Regions from separate parts of the Danio rerio genome. Here region 1 is linked to region 2. Evidence: chromatin contacts called from public Micro-C data. All regions are on one chromosome and are shown on one strand. The core of a region is the stretch at or near the end of the contact, and the rest is flanking DNA. Distances in the headings are between cores, read along the strand shown. Region 1 holds the start of setmar (SET domain and mariner transposase fusion gene). Region 2 holds the start of bhlhe40 (basic helix-loop-helix family, member e40).

The links. A called contact is a pair of places that touch in the nucleus more often than the background predicts.
Region 1: a Micro-C map of caudal fin shows a contact between it and region 2, with 11 times the contacts expected there. The contact joins the promoter of setmar here to the promoter of bhlhe40 in region 2. A contact is called at or near these places in 5 of 18 Hi-C or Micro-C datasets (caudal fin, embryo, hematopoietic stem cells and 1 more) and 2 of 4 datasets of contacts at active chromatin or transcription factors (caudal fin and embryo).

What each region holds. Positions count from the first base shown.
Region 1 is chr11:38,432,452-38,435,151 of GRCz12tu, reverse strand. It overlaps setmar (SET domain and mariner transposase fusion gene), which reads left to right and starts at 1,392. Exons shown (of 2, transcript NM_001113600.2): 1 at 1,392-1,582. The coding sequence starts at 1,487.
Region 2 is chr11:38,147,013-38,149,712 of GRCz12tu, reverse strand. bhlhe40 (basic helix-loop-helix family, member e40) reads left to right here and starts at 1,279. Exons shown (of 5, transcript NM_212679.2): 1 at 1,279-1,596; 2 at 1,695-1,758; 3 at 1,930-2,037; 4 at 2,408-2,531. The coding sequence starts at 1,520.

The sequences.
Region 1 (2,700 bases), core at 143-2,642, 290 kb before region 2:
ATATGGCATGTATAGCTCTGGGGTCAGGAAGTTCTCAGATAACATCCTAAAATATATATAAATATATATATATATATATATATATATATATATATATATATATATATATATATATTTTTTTTTTTTTATGTTCTTTTAAGGGAAATGTAGGTGCAGGTTATACAGTGTGTAAAGTGAGGTTATATTAAGTAAGTTCCTCTATTAAAAAATAGGGGGGAAAAAGTTCTGAAAGAGATGAAGTCTTAGCCAGGTAATAAACAGTGATGCAAAGTAACTCAAAAGTAATGTAACACAATACTTACTATAAAAAGTTATTTAAGTAGTTAAATAACATAAGTAAGTACTTTTTTGGGGAGTAACTCAATACTGTAATGCATTTCTTTTATAACCTTTCCCAACACACACACACACACACACACACACACACACACACACACACACACATGTAAATGTGTGTGTGTGTGTGTGTGTGTGTGTGTGTGTGTGTGTGTGTGTATATATATATATATATATATATATATATATATATATATATATATATATATATATATATATGTGTGTGTGTGTAAATGTGTGTGTGTATGTATATATATATATATATATTTATAATATATATTTATATATATATATATATATATATATATATATATACACACACACACACACACATGAATATTCAGCATCTCACTTTCTAAAATCTCAGAATAAAAACAACAGTTTTTATATTTTACCTAAAACGTGCATTTTTTTATAAGTTCATGTCAGATATTTATATATAATAATTATTTATACAACGTGATCATTTAACATGTTTTTTTTCTGTTTGTTTGTTTTTTATCAATATATCAAATCACCTAAAACGTAGTCGTGGCCAAACACTTTCTTATGAAGGGCAAAAACCAAACTTGAAATAGGGCCATGAGCCGAAGTTTCCATGAATAATTTCCTCATTTATTTAAATATAAATAGAAAACATTATTTTAATCATATTACCTAATCCATTTCATTTTTTTGATAATAAACATTATAATGAAGACATGAGAATTAAATTTAAAACTCTATAGAGTTTATTAGTTTATTATTGGATTCATTTACAACATTTAATTGAAACATTTATTTTAAGTTAGTTTTTCTTTCTTTCTTTTTTTTTTTTGTAGCTTAGAAAATAAAACTAACAAATGAAGGCTTACATTAAATTAGAAGTGACAATGGATATTAAAACCATTAACTAAAACCCTCCCCTAAACTTTCCCTCTCTTCTTAGATGGGATGGAGGGCCAAATCAAAGGTTTGGACCGTTTGGACATCTTTGACCTAACGGGTCTCATGAACTGGACTTTTATTTTGTATTACTGTCAAGTGCAAGCAGCATTTCCGCCTCTTTTTGATTCTTTCAAGCTTGTGCCCATCGATATTGTAAACAATCCGCAAGTAAATAATGTTCTCTCCCGCAAAATAATCATACATAAATTGACATAAAGACACAATGCGATCCTACAGCCAGGATTTGAGCGGCGGACTCGAGAATGTTCCTGTTTTGATCGAAAACAGTGTCCCTAAAGAGGCTCTCTCCAATTTTCAGGTAGTCACATCTTCTTTCGTTACAGTATTTACAAGTACATTGGCATTTTAGTCATTTTGTAGTCGTAAAATGCTCCCAAGAAACCCTGAAGTTGATTTAAAAAAAATAGTAAGAATTACATTGCATGACTTGTCCCGCCACACCACCACCTGATGGCAGCACTTTCGTGTTCTTTCATACTCATTTCTAAAGTAAATCTTAAAGGGATAGTTAACCCAAAAATGACAATTTTGCTCACTATTCATTCACCCTCAAGTGGTTTCAAGGGCTTCATGATTTTATTTTCTTCAGTGAAACACAAAAGATATTCTGATGCATGTTAGTAACCAGTAGAAATTGACACTCAGTATAAAAAACAAATATTCTGGAAGTTAATGGTTATCGGGTGAAAGAAACTCAAACAGGTTTGTTACAAGTTAAGGGTGAGTAAATGATGGCAAAATGTTTAGTTTTGGTTGAACTATCTCTTAATGGCAAGACACTTCAGTTTAATAACTTAAAAATTGCAATGGTGATCACCGTACTTCCCCTAATGATTGATTAAATTAAGAATTGCAAACATTTTTTATTACAAGTTTTTTAAAAACTTTGTCTAAACATCCAAACGAGGCATTATGTGATTAAATATGCACCCATTTGCATACATTTGTAGCTCAAAAATTGAAACATTGGATGAAGTCATGTTTAGATTTCCTTTTTGAAACTTCAAGGTGTATTAGAGTCTAGAGTTTTTTATATAGGGGGGCTTTGGGAATCTATTTTTATCAGTAAATAAATATATAATTCAATAATAAATTAAGTACTGCCAACAGGCAAAAAATAAAATCAACAAAAAAACAAAACGCTGGATAAATATGCAAATTTTGCACGTCGCTTACTAAATACCTTCTGGAAACAGATTTTAAACAGAAATTAAACCTTAAACGATATGTTAACCAAAAATAATTTTAACTGTATTTATTAATAAATAAAGTGAATAAATAAGACATAAAATCACAACAATTTAGGAGGTCATGCTGAGAGAGGGAATTAAATGTTCACAATAAACCACAATAATAATAATGATAATGATAGTAATAATAATTATTAATAATAATAATAAACATTATTAAAATAAA
Region 2 (2,700 bases), core at 30-2,529:
CGGTGTGAAATAACGGCGCGTTAGCTCCCGCGCGCATCTGCTACTATTGTGTAACCATGACAACGGTGCCGTGCACGTTCATGTGCCAGCATCATGTCAGGGGAATTTGTTAATGAATACTTGCATTATATTGATGGAGCGCAACAGGTGTTCTGGACATTATTCATTTCACATCCGCTTCTGTCTAGAAGCTTCGGCAGGCTGCACGCACACATTTGGAGCCGTGTGTTGTGTGTTTGTGAAAGAATAACAAAATAATCCTTAATGCAAACACACCGAGCGATTTGGTAAATAAACTAAAATTTGAAATATGTTTAATGCTTTTTTAAAAATAAATATCCAAGATTAATGCATTTTTATGCAGATTATTTAAACAAAAATTAATAAATAAAATAATAAATATAATTTATACTTATACTTTATATTTAAGCAATATATAAAATTCAATAATTACAGCTGATCATATTAATAATATGTATGAGCACTGCATGATTATATTTATTATTTAAAATATTTGTATTATATTTAGTTGTTAAACACAAATTATTTAATATATTTGTATTGTTTAATGTAGTTGTTTATTAGCATAATATAGCTGATAAATATTACTTTACATTAACACTATTATTAATATAGGCACGTAGTTTAATATATTTCAAAAATATATTGGAATTAAATAAGTAAAATTGATCACATGAACAATGTGTGTGTTTGTAAAATGAGTTTCATGTGTTATATAACTCAAAACGAGTCTATGCGCATTCTTATATTAAGACTATAATAATTTATAATATGTACTGCTAATTTTGCAAAGAAATATATCCACAGACAGTACAGAACAGATAAAAATCCAAACACATTTTAATGATCTGATTATGTTTGTAATTCAGTCAAGAATAATTATGAAAATCATTTGCAATAAATGTTTTTAAGTATAATTATTCTTCATACAATACTCGGAGCCATGTCAACATTTGTATATATATCATCGTTTTAAAGTCAATCCAGGATAAGGCGCTCATTACACAGTGGACTAACAAGCCTCCGAGAGAAGAGCTGTTGTTCTGCGCGCAGAGAGAGCGAGAGAGAGGCGGGGGGAAAGAGAGAGAGATAGAGCGAGCGAGCAGCATGGTGGTACACGGGACACGGGAGGGCGGCGGTCTGCTGTAAATGGGTTGAGCTCTGAAAGCGCCGTCACACACGTGAGGCTCATGTGACTGGAGCTCGAGACGTGTCTGCAGTCACAGGGTTTATTTAACACGTACTTCAAATCCACCCACATACACTCATTTAACCAGCACCGGAGCCGACAAACGCCTCCTGCATCTCCACCTCACAACAACATCACTTCTGCGTCCTACTGCTGAGGCTTGAATCTGGAAAGAACTACTTCATTCGAGGAAAACACATGTGGACTTTGATAAGAGAATAACGGATTGTTTTTTATTTTTGTATCTACTTTTTGTTATTATTATTTTTGATTTACCCTATTCTTACACCAGTAAGACACTAGGGTGAAATGGAGAGGATTACCAGTGCTCAGCCTCCTCCGTGTATGTCCAAACACCCCTCGCTGGATATCTCTGACATGCAAGGGTAAGTCAGTCTCCTCAAGCTGTTTAGTGTGTGTGTTTGTGTGTGTCTGTGAACGCGACGCAGTTCTCTTATTGGCTCTATTTTACTTTATTTTATAGAATGGACTTTCCCATGTATGTGTATAAACCCAGACGAGGAATGAAGCGCAGTGAGGACAGTAAGGTACGAATGCGTAATTACGCACAAATATGAATGCGCACGCTTTTACTTATGACCTTTCTCTTATTTAAATGTATTTTGATGTTCTAAACAAGTGCGCAATTTGCCTTTTATTATTTTTTGCTTGTTTTTATGCATCGAAGTTAATATATAGTTTTATCTGCTGACCCCCAGGATACGTACAAACTGCCTCATCGATTGATCGAGAAGAAAAGAAGAGACCGAATAAACGAGTGCATCGCGCAGTTGAAGGATTTGCTGCCCGAACACCTTAAACTCACTGTAAGTAATATGGGAGTGGATGGGCTCACCTCCTCACTATGTTGTAGTGTAAAGCGCCACCTGCTTGTTGATCATGAATAAATCATGTTTGTCCTGCTTTTGGATTAGTCACGCTCCTACAATGTGCTTGATTTATATTTTATTATATAAAACCTTCACCTTTGGCATTCTGTATCTGGCATGTTAAACAAGGCGTGTTAGATTGTCATTCGGAGAATTTGAATATTTCTAACACGCACATGTGCATGCACTGGTGAGCAGAGAGGAGTGTCTTCATTCCTGCTCAGTGCAGGTTTGTCCTCTCTGAGCTGCTGCGGAGAGCGTTACATAAGAAAGATCAACATGCTTATCTGGGTTCTTCCTGTTTTAGACTCTGGGACACTTGGAGAAGGCTGTTGTCTTGGAACTCACACTCAAGCATGTGAAGGCTCTTAACAACCTGCTGGAACAGCAACAACAGAAGATCATTTCCTTGCAGAATGGATTGCAAATCGGTGAGTTTTTGATAATACCAAAAGGTCGGCACATCAAATGTGTGACCATGTTGCAGGAAGTGGCCCCGCTGAACTTTTCACCTCCCCTCCCCTTTCAGTTGTTTTCGAGTGCATTACAAAATAAAGAAATTGAGACATGCTTGCGCAACACAAAGAATGATCTGGCCTC